2 separate regions of the Arachis hypogaea genome follow, and region 1 is linked to region 2. A link is a contact called in public Hi-C data. All regions are on one chromosome and are shown on one strand. Each heading gives the region's core, a stretch centred on a gene start, on an enhancer-like site or on the middle of the called end of the contact. The rest is flanking DNA. Distances are from core to core; before and after follow the strand shown.

Region 1 (4,780 bases), core at 2,255-4,754, 42 kb after region 2:
TAACAGAGTGGACACAAAAATATAAAATAGTGTCCTAGAAACAATGTATTTCGTGTCCATGTTTCTGCCTCCAAACACGTTTTAAACATTTGTTGTCTATGTCTCTGTCTCCGAAAACAAACGCTACCGCAAAGTCAGTTGTCATGCTAAAAGTTATTGTAAAATTACTTTGTTTCGGTTTTGACACTCAAGTAGCTCAAAGATAATGTTGTATGACTTGTTTTGAAAAGAAAAAATTTAATAAACACAATTTACGATGTTATTTTTGAGTTATTTGAGTGTTATAACTAAAATGATATCGTTTTACAGAATTTAACGTAATATTCGTCTATCTATGTTCATGTTAGTTTTTCGTTAATGTCTATGTGTCAAAAATTATCTCGGATACTAACATGTGAATCACATTCACAAAATTTAGGAACTAAATAAAAATAATTGAAATTTTAAAGATTAAATTAAAACTTGATACAAATTTAAAGACTAAATTAAATATTATCTCTTATATATATTAACCAAATATTTGATATTATATTTAACTATACAAGATTTTAATTGTTGAACTTGTTTTATTATACTTCTAAATCCATCCCTTATTATGGACGCTGGGGCGGAGGCTAGTGTATGCTAAGAAGGGGCAATGGTCCCCCAAATTAAAAACTTTAATTATAAAAATCTTTAATTTTTATATTAGTTCCTCCAGTTTTTTTTTTTTTTTTTGAGTTATATTTTTATATTATCCCTCCTAATAATTATTCTAGTTTTTCCTTATATGTACGTGTGTGATCCAACATGCCTTCACCAATCACCACCATGTCTTGAGCATCGTGGGGTTTCAGCAACTACGTGTACATATAGGAGCTATTTTGCCAATCTCACAGACAAAAACGATATCTTAACAGACAAAAATATAATCTTTTAGGCATATTTTAAAGAGGAATATAAGGAGGAAAATATTTTAAAATTTCATTTAAAAAAAACGTTTGCAATATTAATAATCAATCCATTGAAAACATAACAGAAAGAAGAAAAATAGAATTAAAGGCTACATTGTGTTGTCAATTAGTAATTACTCTTAGTTTATGAATTTTAATTTATATGTGAAAAATAAGTGAAAAACAAACTAATAAGGCACGCAAGAGAGAAAGTTGATACTTATATCACTATATATATATATTTCTTTTCTATACTTTTCTTTTATAGTATAATTTTTTTTTTCATTTCTTATCAATATTTTTATAGTATAATCCACCCAAAGGAAGGTAGCAATGTGTCTATCAAATTGCTATATTTCAAAGCTTATTGAATGAGTTAAATTATTACTCACATGTGCAATTAAAGAAAGATGACAATTATACTAACTAGCTAGCTAGTCCATGAGTTTAGCTCGCTGTTATGAGCTTAATTATGCCAACAACATAATTTAATGTCTTTTGTTTTTCCTTTTTTCCTCTACCAACCCTCAAGAAATTTGTTCTTTATGTGAGTTATAACAATCGATTAAGATAGATCAACGAACGACGAGAAGGAAATCACGTAATCGTTATTATAGACAAATGCTATATATCAACACCGAATTGGTTTTGGTCCCTCAACCATATATATGTCTCTAAAGTTTGAGCATCACAACTACATGCAGTGGGTACCCTAATGAAAGAACAGATAAGAGCAAGCTTCTAAATATAGATTAATTAATAGACCAAGTAACTACTGCAAACAACGTCCAAGGATGGTTGCCATATATTTGGTAAGGAAAATGAACCAAAATCTAACAAATACTCGAGTTTCATACGTCGTCGATGTAAGGATCATTTCGATCAACTATGTTAACTGTAAATAAAAAATTATTAGTCCCTAATTAATTATTTATATATAATATATATAGTAATATAAAAATTTTAAATAATACATGTAAATTTACAGAAAAAAAAGGTGATACATAAGTACCTTTATCTATAAGTAGTACTAAAAATGACTTAAAACCATAGAATTTTTTTTAATAATATTGCAGAATATCGGTATTTTAATTATTTTAGTTGTTAATTATAATTAATATATATTATATATGAGATCGACAGTTATTAAAATTATTGAAAAATTGGTATCTTTAGAATACTTAAAATTTTTTCAAAATCATATACTTTTAATCTTGACGTAATGAATAGTATTGAACTTACCTTTTTTTTCTCTTAAAAATACCATTTAATTTAGGTTTAATTATTTTATTGGTTTTTATAATTTTAATATATTTTTAATTAAGTTTTTATATTTTTTAATTAAATTTTTATATTATTTTTAATTTTATAATTAGATTATTTTTAGGATAAAAAATATTAGAGTTATTAACTGAATATTTTTTTGTAAATTGAAGGTATTTATAATTAAAATTTTAATTAAATTTTTTATTACATATATTTAAAAAAATATTTTATTAATTTTAATATTTTAATATAAAAATAATCTAATTATAAAATTAAAAGTAGTGTAAATATTTTTTAATTTATACATAGGAGCATAATGTCCACATATAGATATATAGTCCCCATCTATTGTCCAAAGAAAGGAGCTCCCAGCCATGCGTTATAGATATTTCAACTTTCAAGTAATGAATTTTTGTTTTTTAATTATCTCTTTAATCAGATAAATCCATAATTAATTTGTTAAAGATTAGAATTTTATTTAAGAATTTAATGTTGATTAATATATTGCTGTATGCAGTAGACAAGATTTAAACTTTTGACAATTAATTAAACAAATTAATAAATTAACTATCAATCTGACCCAAGTTAGTTTTCAAGAAGTAATGAATTTTGAGTTATTTTAAAAGAGAGAGTTTATGCATAGATATAAAATTTGAAGGAAAAAAATGTGATTTAATTTTAATTTGAATCTATAATATGTAATTCTTTTTCTTTTGGAGAAAAGTAACAACCAGATGATATATATGTAATCCATTAATTCAGTAATAGTCTAAAAAAATAAGATAATAAACTTAAGTGTAGCATATCTTATATTTCAATATGAGAGTGTATATTCTTGAAGCTACGGTTATATAATAAGTGCATTATTTCATCCTACTTCACTCTAGTTTTATTTATTTATTTACTTTGATAATTTATTAATTGCTCCACCCACCAAAAGCAAGCTAGGTGAGGAGCTACGTATTAATTTAAAGGACAAAATACGGAGCTGCCTCAAACTAGATATAGAAAAGGAGCTGACATGCAATCTATACCGCACATAAAATTACTTCTGATATATATGATATATCCAAAAAAGAATATTCTTCTAACTCACTCATTAGAAGCTGATAGGCGATGGCAACAATATTCACTAATTTTTATGTGATACTAGGTATTTGATTTTTTGCTATTATACACTATATATTTTTCTGGCTCAGATGGCACGTTTTTTTTTTTGGTATATAGATGGCACTATATGGAAGATGTGGAATGGGTAAGGCCACAACTCAAAACTCACAAGGTTTATACTTGGGCCTCCACACTGCGTCCTTGTGTAGAACAAAGGCCCATTCCTTATAACAACAAGCCGAAATGAATACCCGATGAGCCCTATATTAGTATATTTTGACAACCCCGCTGCCCACTCTCCCAAAAAAATAAGGAGAACGAAGGACGCAAAAAAAGGAAAAATGAATAAAAAGAACCTTATTAGTGTTTACTGTAATTTTTGAGTTCCAATTTTAATTTGGTTGCTATCCTTCTAAATTTTGTTATTTAGTCTTGAAATTATTAGACATATTGTTTTCTATTTTTATTTTCTAGTTGTTATAAATATTTTATTTAAGCAATAAGGACAACCTATTATTTTCTATTTGATTTCTATGTAGAGGTCGAAACTGATTATGGATTATGGGTTTTGAGATGGTCTATGTAGATTTTGAATCTCAAGTGGAGAAGGCGTACCTTTGAGTGAAATAGTCAATACGATGAAAAACTTCATATTACCTTACAAAATGCTTTCTTAAATTTAGGTACAGAACATAATATCAAGGTTCTGAAAACCGAACCGGTTATCGAACCGCTCTAGCTACTGGTTTACTGGTTTATATGTTCAATCGGTTCGACCGTAGTTGAACCGAAAAAACTGTTTTATAATAAAATAATAAATAAAATATAAATAAACACATGAAAATATAATTATAGTCTAATGTAAACTTTAAAATATCATTCAAATTAAAAGTACTACATAAACCAAAATGTTATAATCTCATTCGAATACAAATTCAAAAGTAAAAAAATAAAACAACCAATCAAACATAACATAGCAACATCAAAATGATCCAAGTTTGTCATCAATAATCAAAATCCTCCATAACTTGCTGCAGATTTGTGAAGATTCACATATTCGCTTTTCTTGTTAAATTCCAGTAACATAATTAATGACTCACCTCAAGATATCGCTTCCGTGCTTCATCCACTCCATACAGTTGAGCTTCACAGAGAAAGCACCATATGGACTCTTTGGTATTATTCGGATTTTGTGCAACATCTAGCCGCAACTGCTCAGCTCCTTCTTCAAATCTACGACAAAATGGGAATCCAATTCAGTCCCCCCTTTTTACAGATTCATAAGCAATACATTATAAATATGCAATTCCATGTGAATAGTAATTAAACTCAAATAAATAACAGAAGAGTGTAGAGTGAGTACCTATCAAGGTAGTAAAGGGAGAGGTCCCTTTGCCAAAGATATGGTAACAAACACAATGAGAACAACCAAATTTCATGTAACTTGAACTCAATTTACAATCATTCCAATC
Region 2 (5,468 bases), core at 2,266-4,765:
AACCCCAAGACAAAAAGAGAAGATAACTACCCACAAAAAAAAGTTGAGATTACAAGAGTGAACACTAAGCCACCATTCCAACTATAAATACCCCTCAGGCTGAGGTATTTCTCAACTCATAACTCAAAGCTTACATTAAACCTTTACAGACATAGGCATTAGAGTTTCTTTCAAGTACCATCTCCCCATTCTCACTTAAAGACGTTAGACGACTTCATTACTCCAAGGAAGGCATCAAACACAACAGCAGAAAGAGTCTTAATCTCACGTTCAGGCCCGAATCATTCGTTTTAGATAATTTTCGGAGCAAATGTTATCTATAAAATTTGTATTGCAATAACAATAATAATATAAAACACTGAAAATAAAAATAAATTATATAAATGCAAACTAAGCATACTTTAATTATTCATTAAAGTTATAGAGTACCAAAAATCAGTGATTTCATTAGTTTCTGGGGTAAGAAAAACTATATAGTAGCAAAATCCTATAAGAAATCGGCTGAATTTGAAATGTTTCATGAAAGAAAATTACTATCACTTTCACAAATGTCTAATTTTGTTGTACTTAATTAATTTTAATAACATATATCTTGTAAAATTTACTTGAAATCAATATTTAGATACGCTTATATACAAACTATTACTTTGCACTTTTGTCACTTATAGAAAAATAAATCTCACCACTCAAGTTCATGATGCTTTTTGCTTAAGAATTCTTATATTGATATTTATGACAGAAATTTTCTTCCTCTATTAGGTATTCAACTAACATTGAGTTTACAAAACATGATAATGCAATTATACAAAAAGGAGTTGGATATGTATAAATCTATCAAAGGGATAAGCAATAAGAAGAAGTGTCAGGACTAATGTCCTGGGCTACCTGGAGAAGGTATTCTAAGTTGATATCCTCAGGATAGTGTTGTAAAAGCTTCAAATTAGCCACAAAATCCCCACCCAAGAGTTTGCTTTTCACGCAAAGTTGCATTGCACAACAGACACGAAGAAGCATATCCTATATAACACAATAGATAATAACAAGTATGAGAAGTTCTAAACACATACATGAAATTAAGTATTAATTTTCTTCTAAACGACAACTTCATTCGGAGTTCAATTGAGGAACCTGAACACCAAAAGGATTACTCAGAAGTGTATCCCATATTCTCAGGATAGACTCAAATTTGAACTCTTGTGTGAGTAGCAGTGTAATCCATCGGAATGCATAGAATTGTGGTTTAACCTGTTCATCACCAGGCTTCAAAGCATCAAGTCCAAATAGAATTAAATTGAACAACTTGAATTAAAAATACAAAAAAGTTGGATGTGGTAACCTTTGTTGTAAACTCAAGATGATGCCACAATTGCTCATCATTTACTTTCAGTAAATCTGACAAACGAGAAAGAGTAGAAAGGATGCCACTTGAACTATTATCCAATTGCTGACAGAAATGATCCACTGAGTCCCCTAAGACTCGAACAAAACAAAAAAAACTATCTGCTTCTGCACTCACCTAATTGAAACAAAACAAGATATATATGTATAAAAAAATAAGCGTACAATTATGTATACCTAACCAAAGAAAGTGCTGACCAAAAAAAAAAAAAAAAAAACAAAGAAAGTGCTTACAGCATTTTGCTTGTGAGTGTCAATAGTAAATACATAGTATATTGGTGCCAAGACTTCGTTCATGCCTTGCACATAACAAATTACAGGATTTAGTTTTGCAAACAGGAGAAGGATATTCTTCATTGCTTCCTATGGTCAAAGAAAAAATGAAAAACTTCAATCAGTTACGAACACCCTAACACTAAAAAGTATTACTTCACAGTGAAACCGAATTATAAAGAGAACTTCTAGCATTCTATTTTGAGATTAAATTACCCTATTTTTAAGACTAAATGATGACTCCCCCGAAAAGAATGGTATATCTGGATGTGTCCTCTGCAGATCTCTATTAATCTGTTCTATTGTCTCTGTGTACTAGAATATATGAACTTACAGTAATTAGAATATTGACTTCTCTATCCAAAAATTTTGAAATGGAGAAAATTACCTTAAAATACCGACTCCAAAGACTAGCCTTGCCCAGGCTCAAAGGGTGATCTTCCTGAGAAATTTCATGTCGCCGTAACAGGCCATCACTGTCACCTTCCTTGTGCTGGTTCTCAGAACTTAATTCTTTGCCTTCCCTCCAGATATGTTCTGACTGTCTTAGATTCAACAATAAAACAATCAATGAAAAGACAAGAGCTAAAATACATATCACATTTCCCAGTAAAACTAAAAGTTAATATGAATATAAACTGCTTATGTTAAGAATTACAAATTTGAAGCATCTTACTGGATTCAGGAGAAGTTCCTCTTTCAGATTAGAATACTTTTGTATATTCTCTTTCAATTCCTTCTCCCACAGGTCCTGAGATGAAGGTAAGTAACCCAAGAGAAGCTGGATATGTTGAATCATAGCAGGACAATTAGCTCTGCTTGTATGCCAAAGCATATACAGATAAAATTTTCACCCTAGACTGGTGTTACTTATCTAAATATTAAAATTAAAGCATTTGATATTCTCATTTAACATACAAATTTAGCGTAACAGTGTTAAAAATTCGTATCAGCTAAAAATTGACAAGATAAATTCTAAGATTTAGGTTTGCGTGAAAATCAAAGCTACTGGCCTACTATACTTGCATCAAGCAAATACGCTGAATTACCTTCCACGCTGTTGCACGCAAACCTCCTCCATCAGGAATACCAGTGCTAGCAATTCTTTGCAACTTCTCCAAATTAATCTCCCTTTGAGAAAGCTACATAACAAAGAATTCAAATAATTGAACAACGATTGATGAACATTTAACACTTATTAATAGCAAAAGGATTCGAAAATTGAAAATGATTAGGTTTTAACAACTTAAATCATGCATCGAAAATAATTTCACATTTAATTTTCAAATATTTCTCCGTTCGTGACCTAATAATTTCATAAATTAAACCCACAAAAAAAAAAGTTGAAAATCACGTGTGACCTCATGTTCTAAATCAGATCTTTTCTCTTCCTCTGAAGTGGACTTCAAAACCGAAACCCGATTAATGGTGTCCTTACTCAGCCTCTGCCGGGTTTTATGGTCCATGCCATTACCACCACCACCACCTTCATCATCGTTATCTATAGCTTCCTCAGCATCATCACTCTCTCTGTGCAACCGTAATGCGGCTGGATGAATCGGTTCCAGCTCTTCGCCAAACTCGAACTCTTCGGATTCTGATCCTCCAGCAATCAAGCTGCCAAGCTGGTCGGGAATTGGAAGTGGACGTGGAAGCTTGAGCTTGCCTTTGAGCATGGCGGATGCGTTGCAGTGAGAAAGGGAGAGTGCATTGTGGTTCTTCTGTTTCCGACTCAGTTAGTTTTAGTCAGAAGAAGAAGAAGAATGGTAGTTACTCGTAAGGTTTGAATGGCAGTTAGGCGCCACTGATTTTTTTTTTTTATCGTTGTCATGGGCTAGGCACCTGCCCAACTCACAACACAGAGGAACAGCTGGACACAAGGAAAAAAAGGAAAAGGAGAAACGACAATAACAAACATATTTCGAGCTTCCACTTCAACCCCCTGTGCTGCCTCCATGACTGCTGCAATTTCTTCATCTTCAAAGGGTTGACGCAAAGGATGAGACCGTAAATATCCACCATTGCCTCCAAACACGTCGAGCTTTCTAGAATTTTGTTTTTGAGCAATGAGCTTTATAGATTTGAATCCGCTAAGTCCATATTAGACTGGGCCTCATGTTGGGCTTAACAACACTATGTCCTTTATTTTGGACACATGTAGATATTATTTTCTGTTTTGGGCTTTGGCCTGTTCCAGTACCAAAAGAAAAATCATACTTCACGTGTAGTTTAGTGTTCGGCCTCAATTTTTTTTTGTTTTTAGAGTAAATGAACAAAAGTATATGTTTCCGGAGTTACCTAAAACGATGATTTAGGCCTAAATGTGAGTTTCAGACTTTTTCTGAGACAGCGTCTGACTTATGCTAGTGTCGAGATGTCGCCGTCTGAGTTCCTTGTGAGGAGGTGGAGGATAATACCTGCAAGAGACTCTGATATTTAAGTTAGCAAGGGATTTAAGTAAGTTTTTAGTAGATTGGGACTTGAATATACCTGAAAAGTGTCAGTGTATTTATAGTAAAATAGATAACTACCTTTTTGAAGTAATCCCACCTTTGTTAGTGGATAACCGTTCCCTCTATCTTAGAGATGTGTTGAGATCTATCTTCTACATGAGGTAGAGATAGTAGAAGAGATTTAAGGAGGTAGTTACTTATTCAAATAAGTGGGACTAGACCTCCCTTATTGTACTCGACCTCTTGATAGGTCGGGCAAGTAGAAGTGGTTACCCTTTTTGGGTGGGCCTTTTTTCTTATTGGGCCTGGCTTTATGTTTTTGGTGCCAGGGTATGAACAACGCTTCTACTAGAGTCCGAGCTTTCATAAAGTCAGGCTTGAGCATTTGTGTCTCCAGTTTCCTTCGTCGAGTACACCGCCTTCCAGAAGTCGGGTACTCGACGTGTTTCAAAATTTTTGAAATGTTGCTTCCCTTAATGACGTGGTGTATGTTACGCGACAGTTTCCTGGAGATCCGTGCATGACTTTTAAAGAAGGGTGCGTAAATGTCCTTTGTGTTCCTTGTGTATTATAAATTCTTCACTTTTTCTCTCTTCCTTTTTTTTCCGTTTCTAAAATGTTTGCTTTCTCTCTTTCTTTCACTTTCTTTGAACTTCTTTCGTACATCCATTCCTAGTTCAAGATTCCTTCATCTCGAAGCTTTACAAGATTTGGTTTTGCATTTTTCGAGAGGACCACCGTTTGCATTTTGGCCATTCAATCTGCCTTTCGCATTTTTGATTTTGTAATTGTGTTTGCCCCTAAATGGGGTTACTTTAAAGTGGTTGGGAGTGACACCATTTCTGTATTTGAAAGTATGTTATGGTATTTTGTGTGTAAGAAATTTTTGATTTCATACTGAAAGTTGTAGAAGGCTTAGAGAAGGGGGGGTTGAATCTATGACCTTCTTTTATATTATTGAAATAACCCTTTAAATCAAACTTTCAATTCTGATTCTACTTGAACTCATCAGTGAAAAATTTATGAGACAATTTATTTTTGTCTCATGAATATTAGAAAACAGAACACAGTAGGGAAGAGAGAAGCTGACACCATCATGTATCCTGGTTCAGTTGCCTTGTGCAATGCAACCTACATCCAGTCTCCACCACAACAGTGGTGGAATTTTCACTATAGTTAAAGTATTACATACACCAATTCCACAGGATTGACACAATCCTTTCACTCTCAAGTTCTAACCTAACTTAACTTGGTTATGCTAATACCTAACTATTTACTCTTAGTACTCACCCAACTAAGAAAGGGATACCTCACAGGTACAAGATACAAGACACGGACTTTACC

Evidence for each region. Hi-C and Micro-C count contacts between places; a contact is called where the count stands out from the background.
Region 1: a Hi-C map of leaf shows a contact between it and region 2, with 2.8 times the contacts expected there. The contact joins the enhancer-like site here to the promoter of LOC112707561 in region 2. A contact is called at or near these places in 2 of 8 Hi-C or Micro-C datasets (leaf and an unstated tissue).

The regions. Positions count from the first base shown.
Region 1 is chr1:106,510,512-106,515,291 of arahy.Tifrunner.gnm2.J5K5, forward strand. No RefSeq gene overlaps it. Among protein-coding and RNA genes, the nearest start is that of LOC112707593, 18 kb to the right of the region's middle. Within about 2 kb of position 3,505, at least 3 of the 3 cell types and tissues checked have open chromatin away from gene starts, as enhancers often do.
Region 2 is chr1:106,468,911-106,474,378 of arahy.Tifrunner.gnm2.J5K5, forward strand. LOC112707561 reads right to left here and starts at 3,516. Exons shown (of 10, transcript XM_025759358.3): 1 at 3,033-3,516; 2 at 2,721-2,813; 3 at 2,348-2,452; 4 at 2,060-2,212; 5 at 1,888-1,986; 6 at 1,633-1,761; 7 at 1,337-1,516; 8 at 1,129-1,245; 9 at 886-1,017; 10 at 143-317. The coding sequence starts at 3,347. The coding sequence ends at 291.